Linked DNA regions of Zea mays: regions 1 and 3 are each linked to region 2. A link is a contact called in public Hi-C data. All regions are on one chromosome and are shown on one strand. The core of a region is the stretch at or near the end of the contact, and the rest is flanking DNA. Distances in the headings are between cores, read along the strand shown.

Region 1 (4,246 bases), core at 1,019-3,518, 240 kb before region 2:
CAACTTGTCAAAGTAAAGAGCAAGAGCCTCATCATCATTTGTCAGGTCTGAAGGCCATTGGCAAGCATGAAAGTCTTTACAAGCCTGGTTATACAAAACCGTAAACCTATCAGTTCAAAGATATCAAGAGAAATCATCAATTCTTAGAAGAAAATAAGAAAGAGTGCAGGATTGATTTGGCTTGTCTAAATGACCACGCCAGTAAATATTTGTGCCTATGGCCCGCATGCATGCTACATTTCTCATTGAACGTTATAGTTCGGAACTTTGGATAGCTAGTTTGTTAGTTCGGTCTCATAGTTTTAAATGACCGGAATTGATCATGGTATCTAATTTCACAAAATAAACCAGGAAAATCCCTTGAGGGTATGGAAAATATAATTCAAGAAATCTTAAACTGCGCTAATTAACAATACTTGGTAGCAAATAGTGTTTTTGCAAATGAGTGAGTATTGAAGGAAAGCCCAGCCTACCATTTCTAGCGACGGAACACGCACACTGCTAACATCCTTCTCCTTGTCAAAGCTCTGGAGGACAATTAAGCAAGATGAAAAGGTGGGAAAATAATAGGAAAGTAGTGCATTATAATCCGGACAAAATATCGAATGCTAATGAAGCAAGAAAATTAAACAACCTTGTGATACCATGAGAACAATGGTATGATTCCCAAGTCACCTATCGTTCTTGGGCCTGTATCCACACCCAGCTCACTACACGCATCAAGCAATGCAGTCAGTTTCTCCAGCGAATCCATCTGGAAGGAATAATTTGAGTAACTGAGAGAGCTTCGCAATGACATATATTAGAAAATAAGTTTAATGCTGTAATAATTTGATCAAAAAAGAAAAAGCTGAATGTGATGTAGTTAAAGAACAATGTGATGCACTGTCAGTTATGCCATGCTTTATCTAACAATACAACACCACATTCAATTTTTTCAGTTGAGGTAACGCTTTGCAGCATGTGTGGATTCTACGCTGCATAAGTTACTAAATAGAAACTCGACCAGCAACTACTAATCCGAGTGCCACGGTAACCCTTCTGTCAAGAAACAAGTAGAATCACAAAAAGAACATATACAACTGAAATGCAGTCCAGATAGACGGGGCTGCTAGAAACCAGTGAGCAAAATGAAAATCTCATTGGTAAACTCTGCACTGCTTCTAAAATTAGGCCCCATAAAACAAGGAGATGCTCTAACCAGGCTGCACGCAAGTGTTGCAATGTACAATTGGATCAAATTAAGCGGACGGCTAGCTCAAACCATAAGAGTGGACGAACCAAACAGCATAATATTACCTCCATTCTCGAATATTTTTTTAACTAAAACGAGACAAATAAAAAAAACAGACGAAGTATGCCGTAACAGATACGACAAGGCATTTTGTCAAACACCTGGCTTGCAGCCCAAGAAACAAAATGCAGCGAGGAACGGAGGGGGATGCAAATTGCAGAGGAAATGGACTCACGTAGCGGCCGCCCTCGCGGCGCAGCCAGAGGTCGTGGTTCCCCGGCACGTAGAAGACGGCGGCGAATCCATCCCTGAGCATCTCCATGGTGCGCGCGAAGTTGTCCCTTGTCTCGGCCACGTCGCCCGCGACGACGAGCGCGTCGACGCCTTCCCCCTTGCCCGCCCCGACCTCGGCGGGCAGGCGGCGCACCCACTCCATGTTCTCCGGGTAGTCCGTGTGCAGGTCGGACACGACGAAGACCCGCGTGGTTGCCTCGGCCCGCGCGGCCGCGGGCACCGCTGCCTGCGGCGCGGGCGCCGCCGCGGCGCAGCAGCGGACGGACGCGGCGCGCGGGCGGAGGCAGCCCGGCACCCGGCGCCGCCTCCGCCTCCGGTACTGATGCGGCGAGGACGGAGGCGCGGCAGCGGCGGCGGCGGCGCGGGATGTGGTCGTCGTGGAGGAGGAGGAGACGGCGGGCAGATGCGGCGTCATGTCGGGAGAAGGTAGCTGCTGTCGCTCGGTCTCTCTCGCTGGGCTGGGCTAGGTAGGTCGCTGCCGGAAAATCTGAAAAATCCTCTCCCCTTTCCGCTGCCTCGTTCGTCTCCTTCCTTTCACAACGAGGGGTAGTTTGGTGATTCGCGAATCGCGATGGGAGGGGAGGGTGGGGTGTGGCGTCCCTCAAGCTCGGCGCGCGGATATATACGGCATCCGCTGCGGCGAGATGCGCTGTGTCCTAAACCTCGCCGGTGAGTTGGTGGGGCGGAAGGCGCGGGGCGACGACGTGGCACCGGCGTTTGGATGGGAACGGTGGGTGAGGCCGAGACAGCGGGGTGGATAGTAGAATAATAGTAATATTCTGGACCATTAGAGGCGTGTGATGGTTATCGCTTGTGGGGTTAATTACTTGGCGCCGCGCGCGGTGCGAACGCTGACATGGCTCATCGGCGGTTGGCAAACGTCCGAGAGGCGAGAGGGACTGACGCCGACTCGATTAATCATGTACAGCCTGAGTTTTTGATCGATTTTCTGAATATAAGAGAATATTATGATACAACCTTGAGTCCCTATGTCATAAGTATAATTAAGAGAGAATATGTATATAAAGTCGTGTAGATACGAATTCTTCGCGAATGGTCCATTCTTTTTTAGCTTCTGGCCATCAGAATCTGCTGGAGACTACTAAATGTTTAGGTTTTTAGTATCACTTTGATAATAACTGTCAAATTCAATATAAACACTGAATCGGTCGAGCCATCATTAAAGTATGAATCCATCACATTTTAGATCATAAACCCCATAAACACCTTCATCATTCTCTGTACATAATCTCTACAATGCTTAGATTCTCGCTACAGTTAGATTCTCAATAGTCTAGTCGGAAAAAACGAACAAATAGGCTCTTTAGCTGCAAAATTTTAGCTAGTAGATCAGAATCTTAGCAGTAGGGGTGAAAACAGAAACAGTAATTTTTGAATACCGGAAATCGTTTTCGAAGTTTTACCGAAATTTAGGTCTAAACGGAAACGGAAACGGTTACCGAAAATACGAAAATTGAATCAATAGAAAAACTCGGAATCGGAAACAGAAACGGTTTGGGTCTCTTCCGACCGTTTCCGGAAATTACCGTTTTTATTCGGTATTTTACCGTCGGTAATAAATTCGGTATTTTGAGGGAAAAATTTAAATCTGAACTGATCTTTATAAATTCATCTTAGCTTAGAAAAATATGAAACTAATTTTATTATTTTCCTAAAATCAAGATTTATCTAATGGTATATATTTTAGAATTGTTTGAAACTTTTATAAATCTTATTTATGTTTTCTTATATGCTGTTACTCTTGATACATATATTCATAATTTGCACGATGTTGGGCCTGTGCTTCGTCGCTGAAGGTCTTTTGGGAAGAAGCAACCTTCGGCTGAAGCTCTTTGTGTAAGATGGTCGAAGGTTCCTCTTCATGAAGCTTCGGTATTACAAACCGACTTAAAGATAGAATGACCTTTTAGTCCTTAAAGATCTGAGTCAATGTTGTAAACTTTTATGAGGGGCATGATTGTAATTCCTCACAGGCTGTGTCTTGTGCCTATAAATAGTGAACAATATTCCTTTACTGTTCACGCATTCCTGTAATTGCGATCGCATCACTCGGAAATTAATCTTTGCCGAGGCAGAGGTATGAATGTATCTAATATTTGAATACATTAAGTTGATATAATATGAAAGTGATGTCGTTCATTTATAATTTATTTGTCTTTGATGCTTCATATTTCGTATTATTTTATATAATCTTTTAGAGTTCAATTACGAAGATTCAACCTTCGTAATTGTGTCATCCTTAACCTTCGTCCGAAGTCCATTAAATCCTTAAAGGAATAATGCTTCAGCGGACGAAGGGCATTAACATTTAACATTTTATGTTGCCTTGTTCTTAATTCATAGCATTTGAGAACAAGTCCCCAACATTGGCGCCCACCCCCGGTGAACTCACTTCCACTTCTCGAACTGATGGCTTCGTTCAATGACCAAGCTGGAGCTGCTTCGGACCCGAAGCTGGTGCTCCCGATCACAGGTGGTTCATCCTCAGAACCAGCTAACAAGAAACAAAAGAAGGAAGCACAGAGAAGGGTACAGCATGTTGGGGTGCAAGGACCCTTCATCAAGTCAAGATGGTCTCACATTCCCATTACCTTCTCCCAAGAGGATCTTCATCTCAAGGATTACCCACACAATGATGCCATGGTTATCTCTTGTGTTATCAAAGGGTTTCTGGTCCATAATGTCTTGGTTGACACA
Region 2 (3,895 bases), core at 12-2,511:
GGGGATACTCAGGCCGAGAACAATCCACCTCAAGGATTCGACCGGGCCTACAACTGGGCTTCTCAATCACGGCAAGAGAGCCCAGGTGCGGCGACTCCACTTCGCCAAGAATCTGACCAAAGTATTCAGGACAAGCAGCAATTGATGGCTAATGCACCTTTTATGTTTCCGCCGATTCCTCCTCACCAGGGAAACTTTATGATGCCTATGAATATGAATCAGCCTTTGATTCCTAATGCACCATTCAATTATCCTCTCCAGCAAGATGGAAACCCTCAGTACTTCTCTGCCCCTTTCCAGATGCAGCTACCAGATACTGGATCAGAACAAGGTTCCATGTCAAATGTCCAGCCTCCAGCTGGTCCTATGAGTTTCCCTGAGGGGCCTCAGCGCCCATGGGGTATGAGGCTGATGAGTAATCCATTTCAATCGATGGCCCTTGGTCAGGGAATGATTGATGGTGCGGGTGATCCTCAAGGTGGTGGTGGCCTTGCCTTCATGCAAGCTGGTTTTGGGGGCATGCCTGATGGCTCCATGAATACAGGCATGCCCGATAGAGGTGATGGAAGGGGTATTCTAGCACAGATGCATATGCAAATGCAGATGTCACTTCCCCCACCTCCGCCTACACAACCTCCTCCAGGTTCACAGCAAACGTTTAACAGGACTTGATATTTTTTTTTGTACGAATTGATGGCAACTCCCAGAATTGCATGTCAATTCATTGAGCAAATTGTAATTTTGTCGTTTTTGGCATGTAACCTGTGGACTAGATGGCTCAGTTCTGTTCCCTGGTTGGATAGGAGCCTGTATTATGCTATAACTCCTGTTTGAATGAAATGTTCCGAAATTTCGAAATTTTAGTTCGAGATGGTAGATTCTAGTATCAGTAAAATATGTTTTAAGAAAAAAACGATGCAGTAAGAAGTTTGAAACATGCGGCTTCAGTTAACGTGGCATTGTCGAACCCTGATAAATATATTGCTTGAGGTTCTTTTTTTTGTTGCAACATTCATGTCAGCGTATACAAGTGTGATTTTGGTTTAGCTCCATATATTGCAAATCACGTAGACCGTCATGTGCGAAGAAAATTTGTTCCATCTATAAATATCTAGCCTAACTTGAGTCTGTATGCAATGGATCAGGCTTATTGTTTGATTGGTTTCACTCTTGTACCAGACCTAGTATAGATTTTAACAAGGTGAATGGACCTCCTTTTTTTCACGGTCCATTTTTCATCCGAATGCCAACCTACATCTAAATCTTTTTTTTATACTGAAAAGGACAGCAGCACGGGTTGCAGCTCAACCAAATCAAACACACAAAGATGCAAGGCTCCGCCTTGGAGAACTTTGAGGATGCATTAGTCATCTATCTGACGGACACACAGCAAAATGAACGAAGATGGAAGTCCTAACAAGATAGGAACCCAAATCTAGGGGCGCGGCCAGCCATCTAGGTGACCACGCGGGGGGCGGCCAGACGGCCAAGCGGAGGCGGGCGGGGGTCAGCGGCCAGCTTCTACAGAGGAACGGCGAGGACGGAGCCAGGCAACGGCGCGACGCACGCAGGACGCGAGACCTCCGCCTCGTCGACCGCTTGTTCGGGCTTGTTCGGAGCTAGGCGAAGTCGAGCTCCTGTCTTGTTCATTGGAAGCTTTATTTAAGAGTGTTTCCAATGAGCTCGTGTTCCTTGGCCACCACGGCCGCGATGAGGCGGGGCCGGAGGGAGACGGGGCGAGCAAGTCGCGGCGGCAGCGAGGACTGAAGGCCGAGATCTGGGGCAGGGCAAGGAGAGGGCGAGGTGCGACAGGAGAGGTAGGGAGGAACCACTCACAACTCGATTGCATAAAAAACTCGGGTCCGGAAGCTGGTTCCTGTCTGACGACGCTGTACTCAAGCCACACGTCGTTCGAGCTGTGGCGGACTGCCCGTGAAGCGCGGGGAGAAGCTCAAACTCCACCGGGTTTTAATAAAAGGTAATTGGTTAGCTAGGTGAGAAAGAAGCCAACAGAATATTTCATATAGAAGTGATATCTGTTTTGTTCATAAAATATTATGAACACAAAAATGAAAATCGGTTTCTTAATTAAATCCATTAATCAAGAAACATAATAAGAAACCTAAATAAAATCATGTCTGTTTTTATGCCTAACCTGTTTGAGTTCATGTGACAAAAATGGTCGATGGTCCTTCCTCATCAATCCCCAGACAATCAATCGCATCCTTAGCATGAATCATTACTAGTTAGATACTTGTGCACTGCTACACTGCTACAGTTTCTATATATTACATGTTGTATGGATAGATTGTGTTTTAATAAAATATAAAATTATGTTTGGTTTGTTGGTTAGTTAGATGTGAATGTGGACCCAACAATCAAGATTTGAACCCTAATTATGCACAATTGTACCTTATTGGCAGTAAAATTCTAGACAAACACAACCCACAAAAGCAAAGCAATTGCTTAATAATAATAAATAATGTAATGACCGTGCATTTCTATGGTACACAACAACAACATTACACTTTATCTTAGTCAAAAGACCTATAAAAATATAAGTTAAAAGAAGCCCGACCCTTTTTTATGCCTCGTTTGGTCGCTCATCATTCTTTAGCTAACGAGGTGGTATTGTATGGGAGTGTTGCATTGCGTGCGACTTTCTGTTATGTTAGAGTTGGATGGTTTCTCACGGCTCATCTATGGAGTGATGACCCACTAACGGGGGCTTGTTTGGTTTTTACGGTCTACGGGTAACAACCCACTGGTAGGGGAGGGAATAGACTTACAAGTTTCACGTGTGACATAAGATGGGCGTTAAAACTGGTGCTTTATAGATAAAAACTAGCATATAGCTTGTACTAAGGCTACGATCCCATGAAGGGGAAGAGTCGACAGCGGCAGCGACGACGCGAGGGGAGGAGTTGATGACGGTGACAACAACGCGAGGGGAAGGGGGCGGGGGAGGAAGAGAGATGAGGAATGGTCCAAATAATAATATCCATTGTATTTGAGTGAGTAATGCAAAGAGAGAGTTATCCAACAATCTGAACCGTTAGTTTTAATGATATGCTAAATCTGGGTGTAACTTGTTTGGTGGATTTAGTTGAGATTATGAGTGTGGGTGTGGGGATGGTTTATTTGGGTGAGTTTTGTAAAGTTTAAACTGATGAATTATATAGTGGTATAGATAGAAGTAAAGAGGAGAAAAGAAAAGACTTGAAAAAAATTAAAAATATTAAAGCAAAGAAAACGGGGCAGTCCTTTCCTCGTGAGTCGTGATAGTGATATTGCACAGTTGCAGTGTTCATTTTAAGCATCGGATGTTGCAGTGTTGCTTGCCCTTTCTTTCTTGTTCCTCTTCCTCGTGCTGGGCCTTTGGTGGGCCGTCCGTGATCCCATCTGGGGTCTTTCAAACGGACGACAATTCCCTGAGGCCTCATCCCATATCCTAACCGATCTGTAGGAACAGCCACGGACTCTGAGTCTCTGACGCTGCCTTTTGCTCTCCCCTTCCACCCCGTCTGCCCGCGCGCGCTGTCTCGTGGCGACAACTGGGCGACCGCCGCCGCCGTCGCTGCCGCCGCTACGCCAAGAAGCTAGGTCTTCATCGGTCCCTTCGTCGAGATTTTCTCCGGAGACAAGCACCCAGCAGGTATGCGCCCTTCTTCTCGTCCCTCTGCTGTGCGAAACAGATCACCCGAACCCTAACTTAAGCTATTTGGATATCTGTAACCGGGTCTGATCTAATTACAAGTGTATACATGTACTATGCCTAGTTATTTCGATTCTTCTGCTAAATTTATTGGGCGTCAATTTGTAGTTTTGTACACCATGTTCTCCCATCAGTTTAGTGGGAGTAGAGAGGTTCTTTTTGTCCGTAGCGAGATTGGTT
Region 3 (3,992 bases), core at 569-3,068, 210 kb after region 2:
TTTATGTTGATGTTAGTGGGTATGGGAAACCCGTTGGGTACCCAAAACCCGCATGGGTATGGGTTTGGGCAAAATTTTATACCCGTCATGGGTATGGGTTTTTTAGCGGGCGTATTTTTTCTTCGCGGGTACGGGTTTGGGCAAGTAATACCCAGCGGGTTTTTACCCATTGCCATCTCTAATGATGTGTCATGTAGAATATCAACAGGTTAAGACTTAAGAGGGTGTTTGGTTTCTAGGGACTAATTTTTAGTCCATCTATTTTATTTCATTTTAGTCCTACATTGCCAAATATAGGAACTAAATCTCTAATTTAGTTTTTATATTTAGTAATTTAGGGACAAAAATGGAATAAAATGAAGTAACTAAAAATTAGTCCATATAAACCAAACACCCCATAAGTATAGTACTAGCCTACTAAGTTGACATGCTTCTGTAGGTTTTGACATGCTACAGTTATTGAAATGTTTCTCAATAAAAGAGTTAAATCTACTAGGAAACACTTAAGTTTGTCTAAATCTTTCGAAGTGAAAGGAAAAACTGTTCTGCCGTAAAATGGTAACTATCCCTGCTCACATTTATGCTACAGCGGATTGAGGTTGGTGGGAGAAAAGTATATGCAGATCGCAGTGCAATAATAACACAGAAGGATAGAACTATAGTAGTCGATTCTGATCTCATAAAACCAAATAAATAAATTACATACACACACCATAACTGCATTATCTTACTTGCCATACAGAAACAACCTAAAGGTCTCAAATCCACACTTTTGTACGAGCCATCAATAAATGGTGATTACATAGCTTATAGTAGCGCTTAGTTTCACATATTACCGGAGAGCCCTCTAAAATACGAGATCAGCATCGCATGATCGCATCTGCCATTGTTTCACCAAAAGAATTTCGCAATGTTCTGAATTCCCAACCCCGACACTTCTCACATTTCAAAATCATCAGAAATGAAAGGGAGACCGCCCACCTTCTTAGCGCCGTACGAGCTGGTGTCACCCCACCGGGCGTCGACTTGCGTGGGGCTCGCTGCTGCCCTTGGCGACAACCGCCTTGGCGTCGCCGCGGCCGCCGAATCCACCTCGTCTCCTCCTCCACCTGTATTCCCCGCCTCCTCCTCCGCTGTCACCACATTGGAGCTGTACGGAGAGTCCGCGTCGTCCCCCTCCAACCGCACCACTTCACCTTCCTTCTCCTCCTTCCCTGCCTCCACCGCAACCGCCCGGCGCCCGACGCCGTTCCCAGCCGGCCCGCCACCGGCGCCGTTCGCCGCCGAGGGACCGTCCGAGTACCTGTAGTCGAGCGGCATCGACCGCGCCGACTGCAGCTTGCTGGGCCCGCCGCGCGCCCGCAGGGCCGTGGATTTCCGCACCGACCTCACCTCCACCGACGCCATCGTCTCGGCGGCCCGCCGGACGGCACTGCGTCCGGAATCCAACTCACGGGCCACAACGAAACCGCAGGTCCCCTCGGGATCTCCGCTCCGACGACCTCAAATCGATCCCCAAACCCCTCCAGCAGTCGCCAATCCACGCTCACAGTCACACCCAGCAAAACACTAAACACCTCACAAAAACCGCCAGAAACAACAGCCGATCTCGCTGGCCGCCAACCCGCCCGCACAACCGCGGGAATGCCAATAGAGGCGCCGCGAGCCCGACCCACCCTGCTGGACGCGAATTGCGCGGGCCTCGGCTGCCCGCCTCCGCAGGTACGCCTCCTCTGCCTCACTCACTCCCTGTCTCTGCGAGAAGCAAGCAGCCAGCAACGGGCTGGCTCGGGAGAGATAAAACAATTTAATACGGAGTATGAATTAAGGCGGTGGTGGTGGTTTTTAAACGTGTTTGGGCTAGTTTGAAAAACCTATTTTCCAAAGTAATTTTCATTTTTATAAGAAATTCTCTAAACTAGCTCTAGGGATGGCAATTTTACCCGCGGGTTCGGATATCCGTCGGATATCCGACCTGTCGGGTACGGGTTCGGGCACAAAATTTGACATGCGGGTCTTACCCGTACCCGACCCGATTTTATTACGGGTCGGGTACGGATTTGATTTCTTACCCGCGGGTACCCGACGGATATCCGAAAATAGTGATTTTAGATTTTTCAACCTACTAGTACGCTAGCTAGTCGTCCATCCTCGACAGCTCATCCTACTGCCATCCCTCCCTGTCTGTAGTTGCTTCTGATCTGGTTCTAATACTAGTGTCACTATGTTTGATAAAGTGTCAGTACATAGTACCAGTGCTATCTAGTACAAGTAATTGAGCTAGGAGAGTGTTAATAGTGCTAGCTACTCTCCGATCTTGACGAGTTGGAATTTTATTAACAAAAAAACATTTGCAACACATGTCCAGGGCTACATCTGCATGACTGCACTGTGTAACAACATTATGTGCCTCCGGTGATCATGGCGATGTGCGATGCTCAGAACTGCACTAGACTTCATTCAAGGAGAATGCACCAAGCTGCTATACCCGATAGGTTACCGATATCCGCCTGATACCCGATAGGTACGGGCACGGGTACAAAATTTTACCCGTGGTTATAGTCATGGACGGATATAGATAATCCCCATGGGTATGGTCGCGGACGGGTATTTACTCTACCCGATCTGAACCCGACCCATTGCCATCCCTAACTAGCTCTTAGATTTATATTGGGTGGGTTGCAATTCATAGAAAGGTTTTGAATCGGCCACAGGGTGCACCCGTTTCGCCAGATCCAGAAAAAAGACCGTGGGAGCAGCAAGTTGGACGAAATGCCAGTCACTCATCGGCTCGCTCGGTCTTCGGTCGAGCTCGACTCGATTCGGATTAGCTCGTTTGAATTTTTTACATGAAGACATCCTAGTTGGATTCGTTAACAAACCAGCTCACGAGTTAAACGAGCTACCACATTTAGCAAAATAAATATATATACATATTATTTACGTAATAATTGATGAATATTATCGGCGTTTCGACCCCGGGGGTCCCTGGACCGACGAGTAAATTTGTCGCTGCGTGTCCCAGCCCAGATGGGTTGGCGCGAGATGGAACACAAGGGGGAAAATGCGGCTCGTGTTATCCTGCGCCAGGGGATGCGCTCGTAGTAGGGGTTACAAGCGTTCGCGAGAGAGAGAGAGTGAGCCTGTTCGTCAGCTCGTTCTCCCGCGTGACCCTCCTCCTTCTCGCATGAAGGCCCTGGACCTCCCTTTTATAGATGCAAGGAGAGGGTCCAGGTGTACAATGGGGGTGTAGCTATGCGCTAACGTGTGTGGCAGCGAGGTGCCTGAGCCCTGTGTACATGCCAACGTGGCTGTCGGAGAGGTGCTAGAGCCCTGTGTACGCGGTAACGTGGCCGTCGGAGAAGTGTCTGAGCCCTGTAGAAACACAGCTGTCAGTGCTGTTGGGATCTTGCTGACGTCTCCTTGCTTCCGTAGGGGGCTGAGAACCACCGTCGTCATGGACGCACGCGAGGAGCCATCATTACTTGTTACCAGGGCGAGCCAGATGGGACGCCGGTCTTGTTTCCCCGTAGCCTGAGCTAGCTAGGGGTAGGGTAATGATGTATCCCCTGTGGCGCGGTCGGTCCGAGCCCAAGGTCGGGAGAGGCGGAGACTTCTCCTCAGGTCGAGGCCGGGGTCGGGCGAGGACGCGATTCCTCCCGAGGCCGAGGTTGAGGCCGAGCCCTGGGGTCGGGCGAGGCGGAGACCACCTTCCGAGGCCGAGGTTGAGGCCGAGCCCTGGGGTCAGGCGAGGCGGAGACCTCCTTCCGAGGCCGAGGCCTAAGGTCGGGCGAGGCGGAGCTCCCTATTGCGCCCGAGGCTGAACTTGGCTGTTGTCAGCCTCACCCTGGTGGGTGGCACAGCAGTCGGAGCAGGGCGAGCGGTGCTGTTTTCCTGTCAGGTCAGTCAGCTAAAGGGTGAAGTGACTGCGGTCACTTCGACCTTGCCGACTGAGGCACGTGTGTCAGGATAAGGTGTCAGGCGATCCTCGC

What was found. Hi-C and Micro-C count contacts between places; a contact is called where the count stands out from the background.
Region 1: a contact with region 2 is called in a Hi-C map of leaf, with 6 times the contacts expected there. The contact joins the promoter of LOC100281940 here to the promoter of LOC103626142 in region 2. A contact is called at or near these places in 3 of 25 Hi-C or Micro-C datasets (bundle sheath, leaf and tassel).
Region 3: a Hi-C map of endosperm shows a contact between it and region 2, with 2.9 times the contacts expected there. The contact joins the promoter of LOC100277427 here to the promoter of LOC103626142 in region 2. A contact is called at or near these places in 7 of 25 Hi-C or Micro-C datasets (bundle sheath, ear, endosperm and 2 more).

Annotation. Positions count from the first base shown.
Region 1 is chr5:26,563,838-26,568,083 of Zm-B73-REFERENCE-NAM-5.0, forward strand. It overlaps LOC100281940, which reads right to left and starts at 2,269. Exons shown (of 6, transcript NM_001371798.1): 1 at 1,470-2,269; 2 at 635-754; 3 at 474-527; 4 at 1-84. The coding sequence starts at 1,943.
Region 2 is chr5:26,808,297-26,812,191 of Zm-B73-REFERENCE-NAM-5.0, forward strand. LOC103626142 (KH domain-containing protein HEN4) reads left to right here and starts at 1,262. Exons shown (of 8, transcript XM_035958980.1): 1 at 1,262-1,978. It overlaps LOC100274553, which reads left to right. Exons shown (of 3, transcript NM_001148908.2): 3 at 1-875. The coding sequence ends at 672.
Region 3 is chr5:27,014,457-27,018,448 of Zm-B73-REFERENCE-NAM-5.0, forward strand. It overlaps LOC100277427, which reads right to left and starts at 1,819. Exons shown (of 23, transcript NM_001350260.1): 1 at 982-1,819. The coding sequence starts at 1,407.